Linked DNA regions of Gossypium hirsutum: region 1 is linked to region 2. Evidence: chromatin contacts called from public Hi-C data. All regions are on one chromosome and are shown on one strand. Each heading gives the region's core, a stretch centred on a gene start, on an enhancer-like site or on the middle of the called end of the contact. The rest is flanking DNA. Distances are from core to core; before and after follow the strand shown.

Region 1 (5,673 bases), core at 1,329-3,828, 490 kb before region 2:
GCCCTTGATCTCTTTTTCCTAGACTTCTTGGTAGCTTAATAAGCCCATGAGAATTTAAAAGAAAGAAAAAAAGAAAAGGCCCATAACATGTTTCTTAAACTATAATGAAGGATTTCCTTTTTAGGCGCTCTTCCCGGTTTGATTCTAATTTCCTTGTAGTTATACTCGCATGCTTAATGAAGGATTTCTCATTCGGTCCACGAGTATTTCAAGTTCCCTAGTTAATGTTATTGATCAAATTCGTTTAGATGTAAAGTCTTTATCTTCAACTTCAAATGTTACTTATTAATTTGTAATCGATTTCGTTATTTTATAATAAAAAAGGTATTTGATGATTGTTTCGTATAATCGTTAAGGTATATCACACTATTACAAAATTGAAACCGAAAGTAGTTAAAAGAGAAAAAAATAGTTTCATTGTGATACAATTAATAAGTGCATCCAGTTATAATAAGTGTATTCCCAAATGAAAATTATATATTTAAAATGTATGAGTGTTTTTATAAAATAATATACAATAAATAATGGAATGTAAGATTTGAAATGAATAATACATATATAATATGTATGAAATTAAAATAAAATTAGTTTAAATTTTGAGTAAAAGAAAATTTAAATAGATAAATATATCATTAGTGGTGGAGTTAGAAAATTTTTTTAGGGGCGGAATTAAATTGTATATTTTTACGATAGTAAAAATGTAATTTCACCATTTTAATAGTGTCTATATTTATAATTTTGAGAGGATTAAATCAAGTTTTTATTATTTTTGGGGCTAAAGTGCAATTTTGCCATTATTAATTTAAAATTTTATAAATTATAAAAGGTCTAAATAGAAATTTTTCCTTTTTAGAGGGGTTAGGGCCCTGCCAACCCCTTTGGTTCTGTCACTATACATCGTATAAAGAATATTAAATGTATTCCAATTTTTTATTATAGCATTGTTTTTTTTTCTTAAATTGGTATCGAGTTAATTTGTGACACTAATTTAAACGATAACACTATCAATAAGATTATGGCATACCCATTATATGAATAAAAATAATTATATAATATATTTATTAAGAATTCATATAAAAATTAATTATTACTTTAATTAAAGTGTCAAAATTAGGAGAGTATATATTTGGTGTCTTGGGTTAAAATGTTATTACAAGTATGATTCTTTTCTATATTTTTATAAAAACAATACTGTTAAATTAACATTTATTACTTTATTAAAATTTATATAATTTAATAATTGAGTTGATAATTAATTAAGGGTGATAGTAAAAATAATATAGATAATAAGTTAATAAGATTTTGCTCAATGAAAAACGAACCCTTGAATTGAGTGAAATATGGCCCAACTAAGCTTTAAACCTAATACTATTAAAGTGATCTTTTATAAGATTTTCTTACCTTAATCAATTTAATTAATGATCGAACTTTAACTACCATCCATGTCAAAAGCTAAATGTCTGTCATGGATCCACCAGCATATAAAATACTTAAAAAATAAATGTTAAATCAAGTTTGATGTAGGAAAATTTTGAACGGTGAATGACAGAGAGGCTTATCCCGATTTCAAAGAGGAAAACCATTCTTCTGTGGTACTTTTTGTAGGCTTATGAGATACACTTTCCGTAATTACCTCGAAGATTGCAATCATGGCTTTACTGATGTTATCCTTGGCTAAGAATGACGTGTTTAAAGATTGAGCATGTGAATTACTTGGTAAAATTTTGGTTTGAAACGTCACATAATTTGAGAAAAGAATCCATGTTTAACTTGTTACATGAAGTTTGATGAATTGTGTTGTATTCAAATTAAGTTTTAATTGATTGCCCATTACCCTTTTTTTCAGTTGATTGTCCATTACCTTTAAATTGGATGTTTAAACGTATGTGCCAAATTTCTTAACAAAATTTAAGAAAGCTTAGTGAATAGCACCAACAAAACGTTATCAGTAATCAAATTGTTAAATTTTCTTTTTCAATATTCTTCTCAATTTTACAATTTAATCTCTATCAATTTTAAAAGTAAAAAATTAACAAAAATTCATCATAACATTAATATATTTTTGTTTATTGTGCAAAATTTTGATTGTTATAATGATAATTTTAATTTTCGATGTGTACATATTTTGTTAATTTGATCTTAATTATAAAAAAATTAATAAATTTAACCTCAACATTTATACATTTATAAAAAAATATTGTAGATTGAATTTGTTAAATCATGATTAAATTAATAGAATATATAAATTATGAGAGCTAAATTTGTTATTATATTAATCAAATTTATGTAAAATTGATGAAAAACATTAATATTATAATTAATTATTCTTAATTTCTTATTTTTAAAATGAATATATTAAATTAATTTGATTTTTTTGAAGGGGAACAATTTGTTTAATGTGGAAATTGAGATTAATCCAAATAGTATAAATTTGTCTTTTTTAACTACTTTTTTTTAAAAGTGTATTTCTCTACTTTAAGGGTGTTCCAAGTTGACACGGAATCGTAGTCCACTTGGGGTCACCAAGCTGTCTCGAAAATGCATGCATGATGATGGATCCAAGCCCAAGCTCCCGGGTTGCAAAAAGCCACCTTTGGTTTGTGAGCGTCCGAGCCTAATGCTTCGCTTTCATTAGGCGCTTGTCTCCACAAGAGGGCGCCACTATCTCTATTGTTGCCATTATCCCCGTAGTATCTACTTATCTACATATCTATCCGGTTTCTTTTTCCTTTTTCTTTCTGGTCTATTTTGGCGGTGGTCCATCCTCTGAAAATAACTCCATTCTTGGTTATTCATCTCTAAAATGCTACTTTGCTTTTAAACAAATAGCAATGCGTGAGAGTGTGTGGGTTTTTTTTTCCTTTTAACAAAGAGAGTGGGATTTTATTTGTAGTTATCACTTGGAATGTTACATTCCTTGTAATCTTGTAGTGTTACATACCTAATGTAAATGTAATTGCTGGTGACCTAACCAAATATCAGTAATCAGTGTTCCATTTGATTTTTCTTTTGAATGATATATATCAAGAGGAATAGACTAGAAATCTCTTTTTGGTTTTTTTATCTTGAATTTAGGTACCTTACAACACTCAAATGACATTTATAATTGATTTAATTTTAAAAATATGTAAAGTTTGAACTTGATGGTTAATTTCATTGATAGAAATAATAGCATCTACTTTTTTCAAATGTAATCTCATTCAATCTACTTTAAATATAATGCAAGTTGTGACTGTAATATATATATATATAATAAAAAATTATATATAGACCAAAGTAAAAGTTATGAAATAAATGAATTTGGTACAAGTGTTCTAAAGTCATTTATTAAACCGAAAATAGAGAGAAGAAAAAGAAAGGTAAGAGATAAAATTTGTATATTTATGCTTGTGTTTTTTTTAATATTATATATGTATTTTTATAAATGTATATGGAGAGAAAATTTTTATTTTTATTAAATAATATATTTAAAGACATTAGTTTGAATATTTATTATTGAATTTATTCAAGATTGACATATGATAAAATGTTTACAATTTAAAAATTATTTTTTAATTCTTATTTTGAGTAAAGTATTAAATGATTTTATTCATGCGTCTACTGTTGAGGTAAGTTGTGAAGAAATGATTTAAGTGGTATTTGACAATGTCCACTACTACCCATCACTATGATAGTAGAGTGAAACTAGTTATATTTGGGGTTGGCAATATATTGAAACAAAATCTTTGGGTTGTTGAGTTAGTGGATATTTTCAAAATATGGAAACACATAAATGTAAACCAATCTGTTACCTATGAAGATTGGATTGTAGTTGATTGAATTGAACAATTACAACCCTTGAATTATGGAGAATCATTTGGGATCAAGTTATTGTTTTCCTAAAATATTGAATTTCCATCTGATTGTGTTTTTCATTTTGGATTTTATTAGTATATTAATTTTTCTATTTTTTAGTTACCAATTTTTAGGGTTGCTTTGTATTTAATTATTAGTATGTTAGCAAGTTGAGAGACATATATATTATGAGGTTTGTATAGGTTTTAGATGATAGCATACTGAGAGCGCTTTATTTTTTCATTGTGGAACCATTTTTATGAGTGTAATTGAAGTGTAAACCTCAAGTTTTTATAGTCTACATTCTTAAAGGGAGAATTTAGAGGTGAGTGTTATAACACTCGTTGTATTACACCAAGTAAAATAAAACATAGTTTAAACAAACATCTAACAGAAGCCTTATAAAAGTCGATGAGATTATATAAAACGCAAAGTGCATTATTTCCCATACAAAAGTTTCATGTGCATCATTGACAATTAAATATAATTTAAAACAGTTTGGTGTATACGCCTTACAAATGTTCTCATAAAATTATATTTCACTAAGATTTAACATGTCTCAAGAGTACATAGAAATTCTTTTTAAAACAATTAATTGGCGAAAGATGTAAATTATTACAAAGTTACTTACAAAACAATTCTACATGTTACCAGCCCAAATGGTCCTGCATGATTCAGAAAACAAATAAGTAGCTTACTGGCAACAACAAATCTGGCGTAGTCCCTTTTCTACTTAACTCGCCTGAGAAGGAAAATAATAAAGTAAGTTCAAGCGAACTTAGTGAGTTCCAAATGTAATCACAAACAATATACAAGAATTCTACTGGTTATTAAGCACAAACGCTCATAAGATACTCTACCTTTCAAAGTGGTTCGAACGTAATAAACATAATATGCCCAACGGCGTTCACAAAACCTAGATAGACTTGTTCCACCATCTTAACACAACACATGAGTGGTCATTATCCACCAACTTAACTATAACTTATACAACATATTCCATTTACACATGATCCATCCTTGTGACATCCTCAGACCCAAATTCAAAATCAGAATAATATAAATCAGATTTATTCATGTGCATATACCTCCTTAACACCTCATATCATTTTTGTTCAATTGAACATGTTTCCTCGTGATCTACCAGTCCCTTTTGCAATATAATTGCCGTACCAGAGGCATTACAAACATATCTCTTTGTCATTTATCACATATCACACTTCACATATAGATGGTACTAGGCTCATGCTGCAAAGAGGCCATTTTATATAAAAACATGAACTGACCATATTCACACTGACAATGCTGGTTTAACTCCACCATGATCAGACAACACACATTACACTATCGAGAGAGAACACTTACCTTACCAAATTTATACAACAAGAGGATTTTAGAACACAAGGAAGTAATAAGGAACTCACCAGAAACTCTAAAACATGAATCTACTCTACAAGTCTTTTACCTTTATTGCTCAGAACATCGCTAGCTTCATGAGGTAGATGAGAAACAAATATAAATCTTGAATCATTAAACTATTGTAATGTTAACATGTATGCATGAATAGGTACCATGCAACTGAGAATTAGGAAGTTACCCTCCTTAGAACTAGTTCTAAAAACCTATGTATGCACAATTGCAAATATGTAAATTCCTTCGACAATAACCTAAGGGTTTACAAGAAATTACCAGTAAGCTGGTACTAAAAATGGCGTCGACTAAATACTGATAACCTTATTCATTTGAAGCTTTCTACCTTAAGGTTTGTCAGAAACTTAGAGAATAATTCAAGGAAGAAGATGTAAAAGTAATACATGTATGCAAACAATATCTTTATAT
Region 2 (5,127 bases), core at 1,564-4,063:
ATTTTAATTAATAAATTATTATATATAAAATTAAAATAATGTTAAAAATAGTATATAATTTATTCAGGTCATTTGTCACCATAAATCTTTGACATGTGACAAGATAGTTGTCAACTTTAATTGTATACTTTGAATATAATTACACAGAATAAATGATTTAGTATGTAATTATCTAATTAATAATATAATTTTACGGAACCTAAAACTTATATAGCGTTGGATATCTAAGAAAGTAGGACATAAAATTTATACTTTGTAAGAACAAAATTATTTTAAAGTAGTAAATTATAATATTCTTAATGTAACTTTTTCACAAAGTTTTTTTCCCGCAATATAATTATCCACTACAATTTAAAATTTAATTTTCTAAATATATGGTACTAGGGTGAGCAAAACTCAAAAAAAAATTTAAATTTCGAGTTAATCGAATTAATTCGAATAAGTAATTCGAGTTTCGAGTTCGAGTCGAGTTGAATTTTACAATCCGAATAATTCAAATAATAGATTGGTGTAAATACTCTTTTGGTCCTTGCCAATTTTAAAAATAAGCAAACTGGTCTCTCTCTCAACAAAGAATTCAAAATAATTTTTAAAATTCAAAATATTTATAAAAATTACAAAAATTTATATATATTTTTAAAAATTCTAAATAAAGTTAGAATTTTAAAAATTTTCTTAAATAATAATTTTGAGATCTAAATGAGTTAATTAATGATTTGAGTTTATCATACTAAAGTATCTTATTTTTCAAATTTATGTGCTATAACATGAGAATAATTATATTGTAACAAGATTTAATTTGACATGTTTACTTTTTTAATTTAACTCGAAAAATTTTACTTGATTCGAAAAAATTTTCAAATCGAGTTAGGATGATAAAATAAGACTTTTCAACTCGATTAATTCAAATTTTTTTTACTCTATTCGATTGAATGCTCACCCCTATATGGTACCAAAATACTATATTAATTAAAGATTGATTTTTTTCGGTGAAAATTAAAGATTAATTTTAAATATTTTATATTTACCTTTTCTATCAACTTTGCACTACCCTAAATTGTACCTTTGTTTTATAAACATTCTATCTAAATATATGGTAACAAAATAATATATGCAGAGAATATACTTAAATACTCTACAATTACCTTTTTTTTCATAAAAATTGCAAATATCTTCCCATAATTTTGGAACCTAACATTTATATGGAGTAAAATTATAAATATCTTCCAATAATTTTGGAACCTAACATAAACATTGGCATTCCTTAAATTTTAATGTTGACATTTATTTTTGTTCATTTCTAAATAATATGTTTTTTTTAAATCTCAACTATTTATAAATGGTAATAGTTTAATATTATGGATAATCAACAATAAAATTTAAATTTTCATTTCACATCAATTAAATTAAACATGAAATTTACATAATGAAATCCCTTTTTGTCTTTAGTTAAACCTGCATGTAATTTTAAAAATTTCAGTGAAATATCATTGAAGGATATAATAATTCCGTTTAAAATGCAATTAAATAAAAACATCATGTGATGACTTGATGGTCAAGGTATTCACCGCTCCAGATGTGATTTGGGTTCAAGTTGCGCTAGGCGCATTTGTTGTTCGGGCTTTACCTTATTATTGTAATTTACCAAAAATAATGTAAGTAAATAAATAAATAAAATTAAAAACAAAATTCTAAATAAATAATTTTAATTTATTATTTATTAGGGACTAAAACAAGAAAGTTATTGTATTTTCTAAATAAATAATTTTAATTTCGATTGAGTTTTAACTCAGATTGCATCGAAAAATGATGTCCATATTTGTGGCATACTTACTAGAACGACACATGACAAACCCAATAGTTAACATTTCTTCAAATTCAATTTATTAAAACAATCTCTAATATATATTGTGGGGATAATGTATAAAAATAAATAATTTTAATGCCAATTGAGTTTTAACTCGGTTTGCATCGGTATTATTGTTTGTGCAGGAGGATGCGGGTTTGAGCATGCTGAAGCATGTTTATCCTCCTATTTAAAAGTTGGGAAAAAATTATAGATAAATTCAGCTATTGTATAAAAAAACAAATAATTTTAATACAGAATGATTCAATTTATCATGTTACGGAGGATTTCTTATCTCAAGACAATTATTATTTTATTTTTTTCGATATCATACCAAATTAATAAATATTATAAATTAAAGGATAAACTACACAAATAGCCACTTTTGTTTACTTTATATTACATTTTAGTCACTTATGTTTGAAATGTTACATTTTAGTCATTTACGTTATCGTTTTATTACAAAGTAGTTACTCTGCCGTTAAAACTTCGTTACCTCCCTAACGACAATCCTACGTGGCAATTCAAATGAGTTTTAACTGTCAACTTAGATGTCCAACTAGGATGAGATAGGTTTTTAATTAAATAAATTTAATTAATTCAAGTTTTTAAATTAATTACACATTGAATTGGAAAAGAAAAGTTTATATCCTTTTTATTTTAGTTTTGTTTTCCATTTTGATTGAAAAACTGTTCTCATCCCAGTTGAACATCCGAATTGGCATTTAAAATTCATTTAGACTGCCACGTAAGATTGTCGTTAGGAAAGTAATAGAACTTAACGATAAAGTGACTACTTCATAATAAAACGATAGCATAAGTAACAAAAATATAACATTTCAAATATAAATGACTAAAATATAATCTGAACCAAACAAAAATAATTATTTTTATAATTTACCCTAAAATAAACAATTCGAGATACCATATTAATAAATATTGCTTTTAACAAACACTATGTTTTTAAGCTTTTTGAAAGGACTTCCGAAGGAAAAAAAAAAGCTTTGCAATTTTTTTTATTTAAAATCAGAACTAAAAAATTTTAGTTTTTACTCAAGATGCTTTTTGGCCCAAAAACAATTTAAGGAGCAATGCAAAACTAGATGGATTATATAATCTCACTTACCGATTTATTTAACGTAAAGCTGACGCGATCTTGTCTAGTTTTCCTTTCTCAGCCATTCTCCACCTTCTCTCCAGCGGCAACGGTCACCGCAGCACTCAACCATCCTCCTCCTTTTTCTGTTTTTGAAGAAATTTTTTTTTTGCGTTATTGCATAATCAATTAGGGTTTCAGCGGTCTCTTTCATGATCGGATTCTTTCGCTCCAAGAATTCCCAGACGCTTAATCCGAAGCTTCTTCCATCTATCTTCTGTTACCGATACAAAAATTGGGGATTATGGATTTAGACGGCGGCAACAGGCGCGTTTTTAACCGACTCGGAGGTTCTTCAGCTGCCTCACCCGACTCCTCAAAAAACCAGAAAGTTTGTTATCATTGGAGGGCCGGTAAGTGCTCCCGTTTCCCATGCCCTTTCTTGCACCGTGAACTGCCTCATCCTTCTGGCCCCGCCGCCGCTACCTCTAATGGATCCGGTGCCCCCAAACGTTTCGCCGATGATTCTGGGTTTTCGGGTCCGGCCCTACGACGAGGCCCCAACTTCAATAATAATCATAACAATAGTTGGGGGAGAATGGGGGCTAATAAGGTGGTTCGGAAAACGGAGAAAGTGTGTAATTATTGGGTGCAAGGGAACTGTAGTTACGGAGACAAGTGTAGGTTTTTACATTCCTGGAGTTTAGGGGAATGCTTTACCTTGTTGAATCACCTTGATGGACACCAGAAAGTAAGTGTATTTGCCTTCTCTTTTTTCTTTTATGCTGTTAATTTTGGTATGAACTTTTGAAGTACCTCACTGCAAAAGCTAGCTATTAGGTGGGTAGAGTCTGCATTCATATGAATCTCACTAGAAAATAACATGCTTTCCATGTGGAATCAAGCCTCACGATTGCCACAAATACTTATGGTGAATGACTCTGATGCCAATTGATATAAACCTGTGGGGAACCACACGGAAAAGCTAAGTGTTAGGGTGGGAAAGCATAACATCTCATACTTTGGATGAGGGATTCAAGTCTTTATCATGTTGTTAGGCACATAACATATTCTTAGCAGTGTATGATGATGGGTTTGTTTTCTGCGCAGGTTGTTACCGGAATTGCATTACCGGCAGGTATGGATAAGCTCTATACTGGGAGTAAAGATGAGACTGTGAGGGCTTGGGATACCAACACTGGTCAGGTGTGATTCTCTCTCTCTCTCTCTCTCCCTCTCTCTCTCTATGGCAGTTTTAGTTAGTCTTCTGCTTCTTGGAATGAAAAGATGGGAATTTTATGTTTGTCTTCAAACTTGATTATTCATGAGACTTTAATCAATTTCCAAGAACAGGAATCTCCTTAAAACTGTTCTGAGATTTTTTTATTTTATTTTATCCTGTCCTGTGTGATCAAATTATTAAAGAAAAGGTACCTAGATGAATTACTTTTTATAAGTGTCCATGTGAATAATAAGATACTTCAAGACAGACTATTTATGTTTCTTTGTTGCTAAATACCCAAGGGTCACGAAGAGTACCTTCTATTTCTTTGTACCGTGAAAGTAAAACGAGAGTCACTTTTAGCTGGAAGTTACTTTCAGTAGTCTTCTTGTTGTAGTGTTTGTTGGCAGTTTTTGTTTAAGTAAATCCTCTTAATTATTATGTTTTTGGCTGATATTCCCTGTGGCCTTTTATGTAGTGTATGGGTGTGATTAATCTTGGTGGTGAAGTTGGTTGCATGATCAGTGAAGGTCCTTGGCTGTTTGTTGGCATACCTAATGTTGTCAAGGTAAGATTCAAGGCAAATTCTCTAGCAATTGTTTCTTCTTTATTATGTTATCTCTTTTGAAATCAGAAGAACGATGATTTCCTAATTTTTTACTCGATGACAATCATTTTGCAGGCATGGAACACCCAAACTAATCAAGAGCTCAGTCTTAGTGGACCTGTTGGGCAAGTTTATACTATGGTTGTGGGTAACGATTTGCTCTTTGCTGGTACACAGGTAATGTTCTACATATTAGTATATATTTTTTAATTTCTTTTCATTTAAATTCCATGTTCTGTGTATGGTCAGTCATGTTTTCATCATCATGTTTTTTCTGTTTTGGCTTCTGCCATAGTATTTTGCAAAAAAAAAAAAAAAACTCACTAGTTGAGGCAATTTTCTGTTTTGGTTGTCTG

Evidence for each region. Hi-C and Micro-C count contacts between places; a contact is called where the count stands out from the background.
Region 1: a contact with region 2 is called in a Hi-C map of leaf, with 4 times the contacts expected there. The contact joins the enhancer-like site here to the promoter of LOC107892057 in region 2. A contact is called at or near these places in 6 of 34 Hi-C or Micro-C datasets (callus and leaf).

What each region holds. Positions count from the first base shown.
Region 1 is chrD09:15,652,271-15,657,943 of Gossypium_hirsutum_v2.1, reverse strand. No RefSeq gene overlaps it. Among protein-coding and RNA genes, the nearest start is that of LOC107892687, 27 kb to the left of the region's middle. Within about 2 kb of position 2,578, at least 2 of the 9 cell types and tissues checked have an H3K27ac peak or open chromatin away from gene starts, as enhancers often do. A contact at or near this core is called in leaf, where this site is marked.
Region 2 is chrD09:15,160,867-15,165,993 of Gossypium_hirsutum_v2.1, reverse strand. It overlaps LOC107892057 (zinc finger CCCH domain-containing protein 48), which reads left to right and starts at 2,813. Exons shown (of 9, transcript XM_016817028.2): 1 at 2,813-3,693; 2 at 4,053-4,148; 3 at 4,643-4,732; 4 at 4,847-4,948. The coding sequence starts at 3,247.